Regions from separate parts of the Mus musculus genome. Here region 1 is linked to region 2. Evidence: chromatin contacts called from public promoter capture Hi-C data. All regions are on one chromosome and are shown on one strand. The core of a region is the stretch at or near the end of the contact, and the rest is flanking DNA. Distances in the headings are between cores, read along the strand shown.

Region 1 (5,744 bases), core at 3,171-5,670, 720 kb before region 2:
CAGAAATGGGGACAGACAGAATTATAACAGCAGAGGTTTCCTGCAAGCACGAGTTCTACTACCACTCTGAGCCCTGCTGCTCTTTCAACAAGGGAACTCAGTTTTGTGAAGCGAGTTGCCATTAACTCGTTAACGGTCCAGTTTAACACTTTCACTGCAGTCTTCCACAGTTCCCTTGGCACCCTGTACTCATCTCTCATTCCACCTCACTGAAACTTGCCATGCCGAAACGCGGAAGAATGGAAGAAAGGATCCTAACGATCAACATTTTCAAGGATGCAGTGCTGAGCACGTTATTTACCCACGTGCCTACTCTCACTGATCAGAATTATTCAACACACAGAGCAGCAACACGAGCTCAGTTTCATAAATGAGAAAGATGAGACGCCAAGACGCCAAGTGGCTCATGAAGGACAAATCTAAGATGGCGTCAGAGCAGACATGTCGCCCCTCTTTGAAGCAGATGCCCAGCAGTGCTCAACAAGTGGCACTTGCGGATGCTCTTTGGGGACTCAGTGCAAACATCACCTAAACTTGAGTGTTTCTGCACAATTTCTAGGTTAGGTGACAGTTCCAGCCTCCCCGAGAATCTTAAACTGTACTGGGCTAAGCCGGGCGTGGTGGCACACGCCTTTAATCCCAGCACTCAGGAGGCAGAGGCAGGCAGATTTCTGAGTTTGAGGCCAGCCTGGTCTACAAAGTGAGTTCCAGGACAGCCCGGGCGATACAAAGAAACTCTGTCTCGAAAAACCAGAAAAACCAAAAAAACAAAAAGACCAACCAACCAACCAAACAAACAAACAAACAAACAAAAAAACTGTACTGGGCTGTATGAGGGTTACTAACCACATCTATATAACAGCTAAACTAATACTATCACTGATGTTTCCATAGAAAAGGGCTACACATAACATTAACTGTTCCACAAGGCTGATTAATGTATTAGAACTGCAGTGATTGAAGTGTTAAACTGATAGAGGTGTAGACCCAATTACCTTGGCTTATGTTAGCCCCTTAAATAGACATTTATTGCCCAGTTCTGTTTGGCCTAACGCCCTTCCCATCATTAGCTGAAACCTTTTGTACAAACAGACCCCTAACCTCCACCTACTCAACCAAAAGTTAAGAATGCATCAGATGGTATCTGAAGCCCAAAGCCGAGCCTCCCTGCTGGGCTGTAACTGGACCATAGGCATTCAGTTTGGGCTCCATAATAAGTACTTTCTTCTTTCCTTAGAGATAGGAGCTGTGTTTGGAGCATCAAGACTACAATCCCCAAGTTCTCTCAGCCATACTCCCGTTGCTAGCTATATACTACAAAAGTCAACAAACCGCTTCAGGATAGGAGCTGACGTGCACTTCCCTGGAAGGACATTTTAGGGAGAACCTGCTCCTGACTGAGGCATGCTCAACAGTTGTCAGTAAGGAGCAATAAAACAGACACTGTCTCCATCCACCCTGGAGCTCTCTCTGACACTGCCAGGGCTAGAGCATCTTCAGGGAGTATTGCTTTGATGAAGCAGATTCAGGGAGCAAGGGACTCCAGGGCTTAAAAGATGGACATCGACGTTGACTTTGGGGCAAGATAAGCAAGACTTTCTGAGGAAGAAGGAATCTAAACTAGGGCCTTTACCGTAAGGAGCTAAAAGCAAATATGAGCAGGGGAATGTCCCTGAAAAAGGAGTAGTCTGCGTGAAGCCTCTGGATGAGCATGGATTATATCAGGTTTGAGGAAATGTAAAAAAGGGACAGGAAAACTGCTTTCTCTACCCTTTCTGTCTCTTAGGCTGTGAAGCAAAATTTCCTCTTCTTCTTCCTCCTCCTCTTCCTCTTTCTCCTTCTCCTCTTTCTCTTCCTTCTCCTTCTCTTCCTTAAACATTTTATCTAAGATGCTGAGCATTGGAGAAGAAAGAGGCAAGGAGTCATTTGAGCAGAGTTCCAGAAGCCAGCTATAACTAATAACTCCCACCTCCCATATCCCACACACTCCCACACAAAGAATGTCTGTAGGCAGTATCCTTTGACTGACAGCAGCCAAATGGCTGCCCTGAAGAAGAGGCAGGCACCAGGCACCAGGCACCAGGCACCAGGCACCAGGCACCAGGCACCAGGCACCAGGCACCAGGCACCAGGCACCAGGCACCAGGCACCAGGCACCAGGCACCAGGCAGGGGTTACATCAGCATCATTTGATTCAGCCCCGGCATAAGCCTACGCCTTTCCTCCTGTTCATACTTACATGACAGAAATTTGCTAGATCTGCCTGAGATGATGAGTTTTGTCCATCTGCTTGAGGGCCAGGCTTTAAAGAGCCCCGGTGTTGTTACTACCAGACAATAAATTATGAAAGCCCTTTTTAGTAAGAAAATAAAAGTCCCCCAGTGATTGCTACCCCTGCCCCTGGCTAGCATTACCTAATGTGGCATTAGGTAATAGAAGGATAATTCAACTGAATGAAGTTATGGTACAAAAGCCAAATAAAAGAGCTAAGAAGAAATGCACTTCAGAGAGATGCAATACACCAGCTATGTGTTGCCCCTCATACAACAAGTGACTTGGGCAAGGCTCCATGATATATTTCTTTCAGAAGCTGAAATAAGCCAAAGATATTCACTAACCACAGAAGAATTTTTCTTCAGGACCCCAAGTTTTTCCAGAAAATTATTCAAGTAAGAGCATTTGTGGTGGTTGTTGTTTTCTGCAATATGATCAAGCTGACCGAAAACATGGGTGCCCTACAGCAATCTACCCCAAGCAAACCATCTCCATGAACTCCCCCCACCCCTGCACCTCCCGAAGATCACCTTGATATGTTGGAAGAGATTTTCTAACTGAACACAGGTAATATGTCAGTGGCTCAGATCTCAAGATAAAATGCTCCATTCACATCGAGCAGCGATTAAATACGCAGGGCATGAAATAAGCAGCAAGCTTGGCTTCGAAGCCATCTTGCAAACTGTATGCCATCCAAGTCAGACCATATGCCTTTAAATCTAGATGGCTTCGTCTCCAAGAGAAATCTAGCTGCTGCCTCAGCACCAGCATGGCAGGAGCCTTCAGCTGAGGGAGAGAGGCAGTTCAAGGCAGCCTGAGAAATGCCTGCTAACAGGTGTGCCCGCATAACAACTAACAACTAACAACTCTTAGCCATCTCATTTGGGATGACTGTTCTGTTCAGTCAACAAAAACCTTCAAACTGGCAGCTCAAACCAACGTTGCCCTTAAGTAGCTCACTGTGACATCTGGGGTAATCTTTGTCTAGGAAACTTCACCACTACTTTTCCCCCTGACCTCTTCAAAAAGAAAACTCCTCCAGTTGGCATTTAGTCGAGGCTCTGCCCCACAGTTACCTGGCAACATCCAGGTGTGCCTGACTCACTATAAAGGGGGCTGCTTGCCCCTCCTCTCTTTCTTGCTGTCCTCTTACTCCTGTTCCCCCCTCCTCATCCTCCTCCCCCCACCTCTCTCCATGTGTTCATGGCCAGTCTCTCTCTCTCTCTCTCCTCCCCCCCTTCTCTCAGATCCCCTCCCCATACCCTGAATAAACTCAAATCTGGAAGGGATGCCTCAGCATGGGCCAGCAGAGGCACCCCCTTCCCCCACACCTTATAGCACCTCCACCAAACATATTCCTTCTCTGCTTATCTTTTTATAAAACACAACACCACACACACACACACACACACCCCTACTCCACATAGGGACGGGCCTACCCCTGTGCCTGACCCCTAAGCATAGGGTGCAGGCCAGCCATGAACATGTGACAAGAAGACCAATCTGAGCCCAGATACGAGAGGGAGTCTTTCACCCTTGGGATTAACTGAGTTAGGAGAGTGGGACCACGAGTATTCTGGTGGTCTTCTTCCCATCAGATGAGGCGTTTCAGTGGACAAACACCATCAAGAATGGAAAGGAAAAAAAATGACTGGGAGGGAGGGAATGGGGGTGAGTGCAAAACAGAGTCCCAAGGGCACTGCAGAGCTCCCAAGCCTGTTGGTAGCTCAAGTATCCGGATGAGCCAAAGATGAGTTAAACAGCTCCTGGCAACATAGGAGAGGCTCAAGAAATGTTACCAATAGTCCACTGTTTGTTCTCCTTGTTTGATACATTAAAGCCATCCTATCTTGTCTCTCTCTTAGCAAAGCCAGTGAGACAGAAGGGAAGTAGATAGGCCTGCTGTCCTACCTCAAAGCAGAGCTCCCCCGAGTCTCATAGATGGTGGCTGTAGCCCAAAACATCTTGTCCCACTGTGCTCACACACTCAGACTCACACACTGGTCCCACCATAATCAAGGAAAACGTTTCGGTTTTGTTTTTTTTTTTTAAATGACACCTCATTTCCTGGAAGAGGAAGGAAAAGAATTAGTTAAACCCGAAAGTGGAAACCGCGGCAGGAAGTGGGTTACATAAGCACTTGACAGGCATGTGGTTTTCTAAGGCTATGAAGCGCCAATCTGTGCTCACTTGGCTGTTGGCCAGCCGCACCATCCTAGGAAGCAGGCAAACTAGAGTGTTAAAAATACAAAATTTATCAACTTGACAGTGTTGAACCTCATGAAAACAAGAGATCGTGGCAGTAATTAGTGTTAAATATTAATTGTGATTTAAAATTCAATTACTATAGGACAAGTGAGACCATCATTAATGATGGTGTCTGCAAAATATACATCTTGTCACCTCTATACATTTGGGCAGATAAACCATTTGCTTGTACAATAAATGCTATTGGTTGATGATCCAATTCGGTTATTTTTGTCATACAATCTGTGTGGTACAAAAGTCTTAAAGGTAATTCCTAAGATCTTATGTTTGTGATATTTTCAGACTCAATAAGCAATGCCATAAAACTATACAATTTAGAACTGAAATGGATCTTACAGGCAAAAGAAACTAAGGTGGAGAGAGGATTAATGTACTGGGAAATGGCAGGGCTGGGACCTCACGTCGTGTGTCCTTGATTTCAGCTGGACATCTCTCTTTTATACCCTATCTCGAATAAGCCATAACACAGAACATTAGTGACCTAGAGGAAAAGATTCCTAAAGTCAACTTGTCTAACTTGTTCATTTACAGGTAAAAAATGGGGCTCAGAAAATGAGGTTCCTGAAAAGGAGCCAAGCTAAAAATATTGATTTCTACAACAGTGTAGAAACATGTTCATCAAAAGGCACAAAATATCCCACCATTTAATTTCTGCAAGAGTGGGGGGGGGGATGACAAATACCCCAGCATTCCTAGGAAATTCCTAGTGATTTGCCAGGCCAGTTAGGAAGATTTGTGAGAGTCACAGAGTCTCACAGTCAAGCAAGTGCATGATCGAATATAAACAGCTGAGCTAAAAACTAGAACCTCCCACAGGCTTTTGGTGTCTTCCTTTTTGTCCATACCCACTTAGATATAGAGACTGCAGCTATTTCTGAAAGTAAAACTTGCCTGGCTTCAGCTAAATAAATAAATAAAAAACAAACAAATAAATAATAAATGTTCTTAAATAGCCCAAAATATCAAGTTCCCATTCTGGTTGAAGCTCTTAATAGTTCTGCTCTGGGGCTGTGGGGTTAAACTCTGCGTTTATCTGTGCATCTCTGCCTCTTTCCATTTCCATATAGGATATGTGTGACAAGTGGAGATTCCCGAAGACAGTCTCAGCTCCCTCCACCCCACCTCCTCTCCCCACTCCTCCCACCCCCGCCTCTGAAAATTAGTGGAGTTAAGTCATTCTATCTAAAGAAGAGAAGGAAGAT
Region 2 (6,095 bases), core at 1,037-3,536:
TCCTAATGAAATACTAGTAAGCAAAGTCCAGGAATTGGTTCTAAATTAGTTGACTTTTTTTTAAGTTCACATTTGCAAACTTTTTCCATCACAAAATACACTGTTCCAAACAGTATGTATAAGTACCTAGATTATTCAGATACATTATCTGAACATTGAATGACTAGTCATCCCTTTGCCCTCCCTCCAAAACATGTGCAACATGGTGCACACCTACCATCTACACAAATCCAAGCTTAAACAAAACTTCCATTTTTATGGCAAGTTTGTACATTATCTCTCCTGTGGCTACCAGAATGCAATTTACAAATCTGGGCCTGAGATTCAAATATACAGTCTTCCCAGTAGCTCACACAACCACACAGAGTAGTGCTTCCTGTAACTATGTTTCTATTGGTTTTTCCCGTTACTAATTAGTTTCACTATTTCTACTTCAAAACAAACAAGGACCTTACGGTATTTTTACTATCATTCCAGCTCCTCTGTTAGTATTTACTATGGGACAGCAATGTCAAAGGTACTACTGCCATAAAAGTAACACGTACAGCTTGCTCTGTGTAAACTGAAATTTTACTTGATGCTAGCAGAAAAAGTGTTCACAGAAAAGTTAGAGCCACATGGCAACTAAGAATGAAATTCAAGAATTCTGTCTACAAAACCCTAGATTATTTCTCCCACACAAATGACTTCAACCTCTGAAGTAGAGTAGAAGCTGGATAGTACATCATCTTCGCTAGTGTGTATTAATACTGTCAATGCAGAAAAGAAACAGATCTTTGCCAAAGGTCTTTTATGGAAGAGAACCGAAAGTGATTCCCAGAATGCCTATGTACTCTGAAAACATCCCCAGGACCTTTGAAAGCCCTCAACTCTAGGGCTATCAGAAAATCTTTTCTTGGCTGTAAAAGGGACACTCAACCTTTTTACATCCTTTGGCTCTTCCACACACCATTATAAAGCCTACACAGGTGTGTATATAAATAGTCCCTAAACCACACCATGTATTTTGCAATACTTTTCCTTTAAACCTGTTCTTATTTCACAGATGGACTGCAAAGTATTTTTTAGATGTTAACCACTAAAATACTGTGGGCCTTATCTTTAGATTCTCTGACATCAGACGTTTATATACGGTGACTTCAGGTTGAGAAGGTTCTTTCTGAAAAATGCCTGAAAACTCCTGTACATGTTGGAGTAGCATATGTTAGGGTGACCGTGAGACCATTGTGAATATATACAGCTTCTTCCGAAGTAAAAGTATCAAAAGCCTCATTGCTCTTACGTCATAAGATATTGAAAATGAAAGGCTGCCCGAACAAACTGAAATTGCAATGGCATGCCCAACAAAAATCACAAATGCACAGAGTTCCAAGCGACCACCTCATGGAAACTTAATTGTTCAAAGGAGCCCTAGCTCTTACCAAAACTAATCTCATGAACTCCTTTCGGAGGGCTGATCTTAAGAGGAGTCCAAGGAAGACACAAAGGTGCCTCCAAATACCTCAGACCCCTAAAAAGCCCTTAGGGAAAAAATCACCCCTGACAAGTCCAGATGCCTCCAGAAGTCTCCCTGGGCCGGACTTCTGAAAGGCTGCCCTGAACCAAAGGGGCAGTGGGACGTGAAGCTGAAGCGAGGCGACACAGGGTCAGAGGGTCCTGATGAAAGGGGCTGCGGGAACTCTCGGGGCTGGGTGCCACAGGAGAGGGCGGCGACGGGTGAGGAGACCAGAAGGGGTGTGGGCACCGTGGGCGAGCGTCGGAGGAGCGCAAGAAGGGAAAGGGTGCGGGCTCCCCACCGCAGCAGCTCCCAACCCCGCCCCACGCCCCGCACACCCGCGACCCGCGACGGGGCGGGGCCAAGCGCCCGCCACGGCCGGCACCGCCCCCTCAGCCTCCGGGTCCCGGGCGGGTAGGAGGGGCGGGCCTGGCGGGCCGGGTGAGCAGCCCGGACCCAAGCCCAACCCGGAACGTTCCGTCGCGCGGGTAGGATGAGGCGAGTGTGACCCCGCAGCCCCGGCAGGGGACCGAGCTGGCTGAGGGCAGAGGAAGCGCCTCCGCACAGCCCGCGTCCGCTGGGCCAAAAGCCCGGCGCCCCCCTGCAGGCGGGAACGGTTACCCCCGCGCTGCGCTCGCCTTCCGGCCTCCTTCCCACCTCCCGGGGCGTTGCCCCGGGCAACGGTGCCTACGGACGGCGGCGTGAAACGCACCTACCTAGAACCTGACAAGCAGAAGCCCCTCAGACCCGGGAGCCAGTCGCCACCCGGCGTCACGGGGACTGCTCCAGCCAATAGGCGCCACCGTTGCGAGGCTCGACAGCCAATCCCGCTACACTCCGGTCTCCGGGCACCCCGAGAGTTTAGCCAATGAGAAGGAGCAAGGGGCGGGCGCTGCCACCGGCCCCAACCCCCTCTTCTACAACCTCCCAGGAGGCGGGCGCGGCCCATTGGCTCGGACCCGCGAGGGGCGGAGCTCAGCGAGTGGGCGGAGGCTGGAGTTGCGGGCGTGAGGAGGCGTGGGCCGTGGCCACCGCCCTGCGTGCTGTTTCCCGTCGAAGCTTGTTCTTGCGGTCTCTCGCGTAGAAGATCCCGCTTCTCCGAGCCCAGCCGTCGGCCTGAGCGGTGGGATGGGCGCGGAGACCGAGGGAGCCTGACAGGAAACTCCGGAGACTCGCGGGGCCAAAGCCGGGAAGTAGCCTGTCCGGGTGATAAGCTGAGGCCGCCCGGAAGGGTCAGCCCCGCGGCCCTGCCGGAAAGGAGGTGTGACGAAACGTGGAGCGCCCGCGGGGGACCGGCGAGGGCCGGCTCTCCTTCCCACCCCGAGCTGGCTGTGCAGCGAACTCTACCTTCCCGCGCTCTGCTTGCGTGTGCTGTAACGTGGATTCCTTTAAATCGGCTTTGCGTTTCTGCGGTGTGCTCAGAACTGCCTTTCCCGCTCCTGTGCCTGCAGTGTCAGACGCTAACGAGCTGACATTCTCTGGAAACATGAGGATGCTCTGCAAAGAGAGCCGCGAGTCCTGGGAGCGGTCCCCTCGAAAGTACTTACCTCTAGGAAAGTCTAGAAAGCGAGGGCCTAAACTGATGTGTTCTTCCAGTGAGGGCTGTTTTCCGAAGCGCTCCTTTGCCAATTTGGTACAAAACAGGAGTAAGGTGGACCTGAACAGATCTTAGTAGGTGATCTGGAGCTCTGTGATAGGTGTTCATGGAGCGTCACTCTCGGGATTGCTGTAGCACGCTTTTTAAGGCAGTGTCCTCTTGTACGTGAGCTCAGCCACATTCACATTCGTCGCCTGCAACAAGTCTGACAGCTCCATTTCCCCTCCCACCCTTAAACCTTTGAGTTAGATTAGAGCCAAAGAAGAATTAATACTTTTTAAAATTCTAAATGGTTATTCACTTAAGTCAGTTTCAAAGACCAAGAAACCAAAACATACTTTAAGGACACAGATATCTTACAGTTGAAAATGGATGAGAGTCTCTCCCCCTTTTTCTCAGAAAACAATTATAAAGTTCTCTTGTCAGATTTATGGTCCAGGAATATCTTTTTCAAGAACGTGGAATGCACAAGAGTTGTGAATCGTTGTTAGAGCACTTGAAACCTTAGATGAACCTCAGCCAGGCTATGGGAAGCCACTAACAAACCTGGGAGTCGGTGTTTTTCTAAGTTCACAGATAGCAGAAGTTCACCTTATCACCCAGTTTCTGAGAAATTCTAGAACTCCAAATTTTGAAACTACCTCAGGCATAAGGATTGCCTTTTCTCTTAGCTAACTCTGTTGGCCACCCCAACAAGTCCACCATAGATGTGACAAACAGAGCCAAGTAGTCTTACCTGAGGACTAGTTATTGTTCAATATGAAAATCTAAATAATGGGTTGTATCTACTCATCTATAAAGAAGGGTGAAATTCATGTCTTTGCAGTTTCTTAGGTAATGCCTGAGACATATATGCACATTCTGTTTTAATGCCTATTTAACAATAAAAGTGTCTGACTTCTCTAACACTGCCTTATCTAGGAACTCTAAACTTCGTTTTTAATAGAATCAAAAATGATAATTTTGTTTGTATTTTATAGTTCTGTAATTAAATGCATAAATAGCCTATCAAATGCAAGTTAGTTTTCAATAAGCAGTAAATGTTATATGTATCAATATGGGTGAAATAAATAAAATAAAACTTTGTGCTTGTATTAAATGGTTGGGAAAACCATGACTTTGGCATTGCTTTACCAAGCATACCTTTATCAAGAACCTTAGGCTTCCTTTCTTTATAAAAGAAAAAAAAAAAATAAGATAATGTCTGATGAGTTAGTAAATTACAAATTTGCAGAATATAGCTTTAAGGGTACAATAAAAATAGACTTCTATGGTACAGTGTGTGTGTGTGTGTGTGTGTGTGTGTGTGTGTGTGTGTGTTTACATATGAGAATAGAATCTACCTACCCTGAAGCACTAAGAACTTTTCAGTTCTATAATGAAATTCCCCCATATTCAGTCAAGAAGCAAAAGCTACCCACCATATGTCAGGCATCATGCTATGCAATGCAACTGGGGGTAAATAACACCTATCTGTATTGTTTCCCCCTATAAGTATCACTTTGCAATGAAACACATTTAACAAACATTTTTTTCCACTTCCAAAAATTCTGAGCAAGTTTCTTTGTATCTTGTGTGAGACAATACAGGAGAATGAGGAAAATAATTTCCTGTCTAGGTGATCCAATTACTAACAAATGATTTAATAGATCTGTTTTCTTCCATTAAAGTTAAATTTTAGATCTGTACCCGAAACTGCTGTGATTTGTGAAATGCCACAGAATTACCTATCTGTAAGCGAACAACTCTTCAGTGTATAATCCATACAGATCAAATACGAAGTTTATATTTTAATTAAGTAACTTTCCTAAAACATTAGCATAATGTGAACATTAAAACTAGCTAATTGGTTTAAATATATTTTTTTAATTCTTCCCTTTCTTTTGGTTAGCATCATTCCTCACCCTATCTTTCTCCCTCTCTTGTTTTCCTGTAAAAATTTCACATAGGCTTGAGGAATCTTGGCTGTGTGCCAGCTTAGTTCAGCAAGTCCCAGATCTGTAATCTCTGCCTCTCCTCTCTTTTCAGCCAGCTCCTTTCATCTGTAACTGTTCTCTTGCTCGGGTTCTACACCTAACCGTGTGCACACACCACTCCTGAAGCAGATGTGGCGGTGAGGGAGACAGAACAGAAATGGTGTCTATCTGTATTCGGTGCATGCTACACAGTCTATTTTCACAGGATATAAACTTCATCGATTCTGAAGCCTGTTCGCTTAAATGAATACTTTCAATACAGGTCACGTTTGGGTGAAGTTCAAGATGTGTGTTGTCTGGACTTTCCAAATTCAAAATGCCTATATGTGCCTTCCTCTGCGTTAACAAATCTGTATATGAAAAATCAGGAGAGCAGAGGGAAGAAAGAGAGGAAGAAAGTTCTCTGTAGTCTTCAAAGTCAATGTCAAATCCATTAAGAACACTTCCTAACTGTCCCTCCCAGACATTGTGTCTCTTGGTTCTTCTGGCTTTCTGTTCTCCACAGAGAAATAACTACCACCAACATCCCTCATCAAGACTTGTCCTCTTAAAATGCCCACAGACCACTCAAGGTCCGCTCCTTAATTAAGCCATTCTTCCTCAGGATTTACCTGCCCTTCCTTCCATTCCCTTATGGTCCTTTGTGCCTCCAAAGACAAGGCTAGAACATGTGCTGGAAAGTGCTGACTTTCCCATGTGATCATCTCAGGGCCTCATAACAAATGCACACTACCAGACTCTCTCCCAGAGATTCTGACCAGGGAAGGTCTGTGACAAGTTTTAAAGAAAGTCTGTGCTTAAGAGACCTGTCAATCTGCTCAACAAGGTGCAGTGAGCTGAGGCTCTATCTCTAGTTTCTTGCTGCAGCAAATAAACATAGGTTCATGTCACTGCGGTTCCAGCTGTCAGGTATCACTGAATGCAATAGCAAAACCAGAAGCTGGAAACAGAATTAGTTGGGAGTCAGTGGAATCTAAGAAGTGTGTAGACCAGACTCTCAGATCACTTCCTCCACCAAGTTACTTAG

What was found. Promoter capture Hi-C pulls out the DNA fragments that hold promoters and counts their contacts.
Region 1: a contact with region 2 is called in a promoter capture Hi-C map of hippocampal neurons, with 6 times the contacts expected there. The contact joins the enhancer-like site here to the promoter of Fer in region 2. A contact is called at or near these places in 3 of 39 promoter capture datasets (the 3T3-L1 cell line, the C10 cell line and hippocampal neurons), 1 of 115 datasets of contacts at active chromatin or transcription factors (bone marrow-derived macrophages) and 1 of 9 other capture datasets (adipose tissue).

Annotation. Positions count from the first base shown.
Region 1 is chr17:64,578,592-64,584,335 of GRCm38.p6, reverse strand. No RefSeq gene overlaps it. Among named protein-coding and RNA genes, the nearest start is that of Man2a1, 20 kb to the left of the region's middle. Within about 2 kb of position 4,420, at least 48 of the 459 cell types and tissues checked have an H3K27ac peak or open chromatin away from gene starts, as enhancers often do. A contact at or near this core is called in hippocampal neurons, where this site is marked.
Region 2 is chr17:63,860,172-63,866,266 of GRCm38.p6, reverse strand. It overlaps Fer (fer (fms/fps related) protein kinase), which reads right to left and starts at 2,286. Exons shown (of 19, transcript NM_001037997.3): 1 at 2,212-2,286.